Regions from separate parts of the Arachis hypogaea genome. Here region 2 is linked to region 1. The links are chromatin contacts, called in public Hi-C maps. All regions are on one chromosome and are shown on one strand. The core of a region is the stretch at or near the end of the contact, and the rest is flanking DNA. Distances in the headings are between cores, read along the strand shown. Region 1 holds the start of LOC112728106 (protein SCAR2). Region 2 has its middle 20 kb from the start of LOC112730465.

The links. A called contact is a pair of places that touch in the nucleus more often than the background predicts.
Region 2: a Hi-C map of an unstated tissue shows a contact between it and region 1, with 2.2 times the contacts expected there. The contact joins the enhancer-like site here to the promoter of LOC112728106 in region 1. A contact is called at or near these places in 2 of 8 Hi-C or Micro-C datasets (leaf and an unstated tissue).

The regions. Positions count from the first base shown.
Region 1 is chr12:107,087,364-107,091,262 of arahy.Tifrunner.gnm2.J5K5, reverse strand. It overlaps LOC112728106 (protein SCAR2), which reads left to right and starts at 2,184. Exons shown (of 9, transcript XM_025778095.3): 1 at 2,184-2,713. The coding sequence starts at 2,556.
Region 2 is chr12:107,123,831-107,127,799 of arahy.Tifrunner.gnm2.J5K5, reverse strand. No RefSeq gene overlaps it. Among protein-coding and RNA genes, the nearest start is that of LOC112730465, 20 kb to the right of the region's middle. Within about 2 kb of position 2,064, at least 2 of the 3 cell types and tissues checked have open chromatin away from gene starts, as enhancers often do.

The DNA of each region.
Region 1 (3,899 bases), core at 935-3,434:
GAGAGCAAAAGCAGCTCTTTCTAATGAATTCAATATTTCAACACCCTTTTTCGCTGTGTTCAACTACCTCCATTACCACCCTTTTCAAAGTCTGCAAGACCATTCATACCTCTACTAAACCCACACCTCCATCATCCAATGAGGCCTCAAGCAAGATCACCTTATCATTTTCCGCTTCATTTTTCTTTCCACCTCCTTTGACGCTACTGTTTTATGTTACACCGCCATCTTCAATAGTGTTCTTAACCCCTTTTCTTTTCCTTTGAAATCCCCTAATCGGGGCCCACACCAAAATAAGTTATTTTTTTAACATTCTCTCAAATTTTATTTGCATGAAGGCATATGGATCTCTTTTTAATATGTGCACTTATTTTTTAGTGATTAAGGTCCGTTCAAGCATGTCCCTTTAGTGATTAAGACCCGTTCAAGCATGTCCAGATCCTGGAAAAAAAAAAATTACTTCATAGTTCGGCATTGAGGTGTGAGAGAGGGGAGGGATGAAAGGATGTAGGAGAGGTGGCGGAAGGTGGAAAAGGGAGAGAAAAAGAGTTGATGATGAGAGGAGAGTGGAGAGGGATGGCAATAAGAGCCCGAAGAAGAGTGTGGTGGAAAGGGACGAAACTGAGAAAAGGGAGGCAAAGGTGTAAAGTGTGGGGTCAAGAATAGTCACATCAGCATTAAACAGTTGAGTCATCACTGGAAATGAGTTTAGGGATTATTATGGTGCTCGAAACTCAATATGCAGGATCACTATAGTGAAATTAGAATTTTGAGGACTAAATTGGATAATTCTATAAATCTCAGGGACCATTATGGGATTTATTCCTCATTGGCCTTTAGTTGTGTAGCTTTGTTGTTTTTATAAGGTTTAATTACTCTGTCGGTCCCTATAATTTCATCAAATTTTCAATTAGGTCTTTATACTTTTTCTCTTTTCAATTGGGTTCCTATACTATATCAAATTTTGTTCCTAAGTCCCTACCGTAATAAAAATATTAGAATTAACGGAATATTCTGTTAAACTATACAGAATATTCAGTCAAGTGTTAGGCATATTCGTCTTGTTTAACGGAATATTCCATTAATTCTAACATTTTTGCCATGGTAAGGACTTAATTACAAAATCTGATATGGTATAGAAATTCAAAGAAAACAATATAAAGACCTAATTAAAAATTTAATAAAACTATAGAGATCCACATAATAATTAAACTTTTTTATAATATCAATTTAAATACCATTTTTTACAGGTGAATTTTACACAACCCTCCCTAAAATAACATGTAACTTACCCTTTATTATATGTTAATTTCTAATTGAAAGTTATTTTAATCGATAACTCTCTCTCTAATGGCTTTCACTCCTCCTCATTGTTTCATCGTCGTCGCGTCTCCCAAGTATCACTGCTTTATAGGGTGTCCTGTTCTCTCTATCATGCTGTCACCGTCTTCTAAAGCATCATCGTCGCTGTCGACACAAACAACGCCGATGTCCTCGCGCTAGAAGACAATATTAACACTATTATTGTTCCAATTTTACTTCTTCAAAATTGTGTATCATTACTTTAATATCAAAGTGTTTCAATTCTATACGATAGAATCAAGGAATTTTATATTGGTTTTAAAAAAAAAGCCTACACTTTAGTCTTGCAATTTTAGTATTTTATAATGATGCTCTATGATAGTTGAATGATAAATATTCATGAGTCATTATATATAATTGGATTGTAGCATCGATCATAGTCATCAGAACGATGGGCATAAAATAAAATTTTCGTTAAGGGTTGAGAAAATACAGAAACAGTGTGAGAGGTAAGGAGATCGCGAGGACAGCGACGCTTGTGTCGACGGCGACGGTGATGATTTGGAGGACGGTAAGACATGACAGAGTAAACAGGACATCCGACAAAACGGTGATGTTTTGGAGATGCGACAATGATGAAGAAATGAGGAAAAGTGAAAGCCATTACAAAAAGAGAGAGTTATATGTTATTAAAATAATTCTAATTAAAAATTAACACATAATAAAAAAATAAGTTACATGTTATTTTAGAAAAGATAGAATAGAATTCATCTTTTATAAAGAGGATCGGATAGAATTCACATTTTTTATACTGTATGTTGCATGAATTTATTGGAAAAAAAAAAAAAAACTATTTATTTAGTGTTGGCCTGTTGGGGTGTGAGGTCAGAGTTGGTGTTGGCACTTGGCAGTATTAGCATCCTTGAGTCTCTTCACGTCTGTCACACCCGCACCCACCTCCACCTTTTATCCTTCTTTTATTTCGTTTCATTTCACTTCCCAAAACAATAATTTATTATTATTATTATTATTATTATTATATAAATCCAAATCTCTCTCCTTTCCTCTTCTTCGTTTCTTCGTTCTCTCTCATCCATGGTGGAACGCAGAAGCAGAAGCAGAAACAGAGTCGCCGGAGCAACCGACAACATCGAACTAGCACCGCCACCACTGCAACAATCACTGTCATTGAATACCTAAGCTTTTCTAGCTGCCGCAGCAAAATTGCGGGAGAGTTCTAGAAGAAGAAGAAAATGCCGCTCTCCAAGTACCACATTCGGAACGAGTACGGCCTCGCGGATCCCGAGCTGTACCGCGCCGCCGACGTTCGGGACGATCCGGAAGCTCTCCTTGAGGCCGTCGCCATGGGCGGCCTCGTCGGTCTCCTCCGCCAGCTCGGCGACCTCGCCGAGTCAGCTCTCTCTCTCTCTCTCTCTGATTTTTCTGACTTTAGCTGATTTTATTTTAGCTTTTTTCGAAACTGCAATGCAATTAAAGTGGTTTTAGTAGTGGTTTCGGTGATTGCGGTACTGAGTTTGAAGAGAAAAAAAGATTAGAATTGAAGTTTGGTAGAATCACTTGGAGTTTGTGCTGCTGGATTGTGCTAGATTCGAATAGGTTTTTGTTTTTTAATTGCGTTTAGTTGAATGAGTGCGAAAAAGAAAAAGATTTTGTGCAATTTTCGAATTTGTGAGCGAGGCTTAGTTCAGCTAGGTTTTGTGATTTAATCTGAGATTTAATGGAATCTTCTAGTTACAGTTTTTGTCGGAGTGAGATTAATTTGCGTGTGGGTTTTGTGAATTTGATTGCGCTTATAGTTGAATAAGCGCAAGCCTTGAAAGGGAAAATGGTGAAATTGAAATTGAGTGTAGTTTAGAATTTTTCGAGTTTGTGCTGGCGTGAGCTAAATTCGGCGAGGTTTGTGGCTTTTCGGACCTGGAGGTGGTTATATATGGTTATTTTTTAACTACTGTCTTTCCTCTCTCTCTAATTTATGTGATTGCTTTTTTAATCTTTTTTTTTTGTTATTTTATTTATTTTTTGTTTGATTGTCGCCTTTCGATTGTGTTATTGTTGATTCTCCTTTACTGGTTCTAGCTCCTTGAGAATTGTGTGTACATATTGTATAGAATGGTGAAGGTGTTTGGTCATTTGGGTGAGTTTGTGTGGACATCAGTAGTTTCTATTTATTTTTACAATAGCTGATATGGATTTGTATCTGTTTAATACGATGAATTGACGATCATATATTTTAAACTTACCGAGTTCCGTATTCTGAAAAATATAGCATTTTGACTTCAATGTGATTGGACTGTTATAGACATGTTGAGTTTAATGTTGTTGAGTATTTGTTTATTGTTTTAACTCGGATAAAGAGAAAATGCTGTTTCTGTATTCCACTTTATAATTGAGTAGCATACTAGAATTGCAGAAAGTAGTTACCTGATATTTCTTTGGAGAGTGTATTAAAATTGTGTGTTAGTATTATGATATGCTATGTGCAACCTATAAAACATTCAACAACCTCCTGAGATAGAGTAGGTTACTCGATTACACGAGAATTTGGTTCGAATGGTTTTGGTCATCATTAGTAAAAC
Region 2 (3,969 bases), core at 815-3,314, 37 kb before region 1:
CAGATGATGAAGGCGATCCTCTGGAGCTTAGGTTCTCCACCGAAATACGCTCCAGTGACTGCAATAGCACTGGCGCCAGTGAAGATGGTAACAGAGAAGAAGAGAGTTCTGTTTTGTGTTGTGTTTGTGTGTTTGAGTGTGGGAGACGATATGTTAGTGTAACGTTGAGGGAGGGGTTTTTTTTGGCATAAAACGACGTCGTTTTATGTCTTTTTGGCGCCACCCCACAAACGACGTCGTTTTGGGCTGCTAACGTGTCACCAACGACGCCAAGTCAGCTTTACGGTTGCGTCAGCTAGACGAGATTCACCGGAAGGACCACTATAAGTACCGGAGATCAACTTCAGGGACGATCTAGACAAATTTTTAAGTTCAGAGATTACTTTAAGTCTCGAGGATAACTTCAAGGACCACTTTGATGCTTACCTCGACAATGTCTCCGTGCTAACCAAGTAATCCAACCAAATGCAGTAGTGTGTCTCACATGAGGTACGGACCTTTGGCTTTTTTAAAAAATAATCAAATTATGAAACTTCTAATGCCTTGCCTCCAAACGACAATGCTACACATTATTCCTTATGGTTCTATCTTATCCTATCCCATTATATTAAAGAACTTGTAAATATATATGATATGAGAAATGGTCAAATATTGTTCTTGCTACATATGACTTTTGAGTGTAATTTTGCTGTAATTTAATAAATATTAAATTAATTTAATTATTAACTCATTCATCTATTTAAATAAATATTAGAAGTTCAAATTGATATAACAATTTATTGATCGTATTATAATTGTACAATTTTAATAATATTTTTTATTAAATTCATCTTTTTTTAATTTAAAATATTTTTAAATAATAAAAAAATATTACCATAATTTTAGCTCTCTTTTTAAGTATTACAAAAATTACATAAGTCCTAGTGGTGGATGTGCTCAACAGGATGATCGGGAAAGCAGTTAGGAATAGTCGGATATCTCCACTCTTAGTCGCTAGGAACAATATAGAGTTATCACACTTACAATTTGCTGATGACACTATATTGTTTTGTCCACCGAAGGAGGAAACACTGAGAAACTATAAGAGGCTTCTAAGGTGTTTTGAAATGATGTCTGCCTTGAACATTAACTTTGAGAAGTCTAATTTGATACCAGTGAACTGCAGCTCGGAGTGGGTGAATCGGATGTGCCAGCTACTAGGTTGTCAAGAGACAGCTCTACCGGTGAGATACCTTGGCATAAGCCTAGGAGCAAATCCGCGGTTGGTAAAAACTTGGAAGCCGGTCCTAGATAAGGTGGAAGAGAAACTCAGCTTGTGGAAAGCAAAGATCCTTAGTAAGGCTAGTAAGCTGGTACTTATTAAGTCGGTAATTAACAGCCTACCTATTTATTACCTGAGTTTGTACAATATGCCTAATGCGGTTGCACGAAGAATAATATCCTTGCAGGGGAGGTTCTTTTAGGGAAAGGATGATGGTCGACTTGATATGGCCCTTATGAAGTGGGAGCTGATTCAGTCACCAAAGAAGTTAGGAGGATTGGGGGTGGGTGATGCGGTGGTTCAGAATACAGCCTTACTATTTAAATGGTGGTGGCGGTTCTCGAAGAAAGACTGCCCTCTATGGAAGCAGACTTTATGCTCCTGCAATAACTTTTTAATTGTGCATTGAAATCATCTTCATATACCCAACACTTCATATTTTAAAAAACACAAAAGATGAAAAAAAGAAAAGAAAGGTGCATGGGGAATTTATCTTTTGTCACAATAGGAAATTCATTTCATTTTTTTTCGGTCAAATTGAAAAATAGTTTTTTAAAAAATAACTTTTGACGTTAACTGGTAAAAAATATTTATTTGGGTCTAAGATGTATCTTTGGCCCAAAATTTTTTATAAGCAAAGTTACAATATTTATTTGGCCCATAATATTTAATTTTGGATAAAAAGACTGTACTACGCCCAAATCACAAAATCTGTTTTTTTTTTAAATGAATCGCAACACTATTTTTTTCCGACACAAGTCACAACATCGTTTAATGCAGTGAGTTAGGTTAGGCCTATAAGAAACAGTAACTGAGACTGAAAAATATGGGCTTTTAGGTAATATTACTTCTCAATATCTAAAACCATGTACCAAAAAGAAAAAAAAAAAGAAAAGACAAGAGAGGAAAGCAAAATCCTTTGACCAGAACAGGATTTTAATGTTCTTTTTGAATTTTTGATTATGCAAAAGTAAAGTTTCCAAATTGATGATTTTGCTTAGTATCATGCATTAAAGAATACCATATCATAGAAAAATAAATAAACTATATTAAAAAAGAAAAAATTTTACGCTATTGAACTCATAGGCTAGTACTTGACTTTAACGTCCCAAGCAAAATTTTCACGTTCAAGAAGGTTGCAGAGAGTTTAGGATTTGAGGGTTTTTTTTTTTTTTAACAAAAGAATAAATTGAATTACAATACTTCACTTTCACATGTTTTATAAGATGTAAATACGAAATCGGTACTTAAAATATTTTAACGTTGATAAAATAGTATATAATCTTTGTTATTGACAAAATAACTCCTAAAATATTTTAAAATTTGACAAAAACACCCAAACGTAAAAACATGACGTCACATTGAACGGAAGCTGCTGATCTGATAATCGGAAGAGTTTCAGTGATGGCGACAGAAAGTTCCAATGGCATTTCTGACAAGGAGGAAAGCTTGCAGCTGCGACAATGATGTTTTCTTATCTAGTTCTCTCTCGGTCTCGCATCCTACATACCTCTCGTTTATCTTTCTCTTTTTCTCTCTAGCTTGAAGAAGAAGAAAAGATCCAGAGAGAAACAAAAAAGAGAAGAAGAAAAAGGAGAGAAGCGGGAAGAAGAGGGCGCCAACGGAGGGAGGATTGCTGCTCGCCGTCACCATCTTTATCACGGTTGCAGGGGAAGTAAGCTCGAAGAGTAGAGAGAGACACAAATTGTAAGAGGACATGGGCACGACGGAAAAGAGGAAGGAGGGAGCTGTCCCGTCATTGCTGTTGTGCACTATTACCGCCTCTGAAGTCAGTTAGAGCTGCCGCCTTCAACGCAATGAACATAACATGAGGAGAGAGAGTGAACTCGATCTTCTTCTCTTCTTCTTCTTTCTTTTGTTTCTCTCTCGATAACGCCATTGTCATAGCGGCAAGTTCTCCTTGTCAGAAACATCATCAGAGCTTTCTGTCATTATTACTGAAGTTCTTTCGATTGTTAGATTAGTATTTTTCGTTCAATGTGACGTCATGCTTTTATGTTTGGATGTTTCTGTTAAATTTTAAAATATTTCGAGTGTTATTTTGTTAATAATAAAGGTCAAATATCATTTTGTCAACAACAAAATCTTTCGAATACCAATGTATATAGTATTTATCTCTATTTTATAATTATTAGCAATAATTATTCAGTATTTAATAATTTATTATCCATGTATTCAATTTGACTATTGACAGCGACCATGGTTGCAAGAAGCTTTAATTGATTACTTCTAATATATCAAATGTATTAGCATACTCACTTTAGTGAATTTTAATTTTATTACAATCAACTTTTGTGTTCGATATTGTAAATTCAAGTGTTCATTCATATAATAAGGATATTTTTTTTTAAAAGGCAATGATATTTTATTTTGTACGAATTTTTTTGTTGAAAATAGCATGTGGCACTAATTAATAATGCATATGTATGTTGTGATGAAGAAAATTTTCAGCCGCAATATCAAGCAGTGTTAACGTGTGCAGTCATTATTAAAAACCAGTATTTTGGATGGTTGGTAAACAAGGTACCATATAGTTTAATAAGATGTAACATGTCTTCTTTATCAAGAGTTAGATATATAATTCAATGAGCAATGTTAGGGGGCTAGCAACATTTGTGATTAGTAGCCATCAACTAGTTATTAATGATAATTTGATGGTGTGAGATTGGTGTGAGATTTCATCCAAT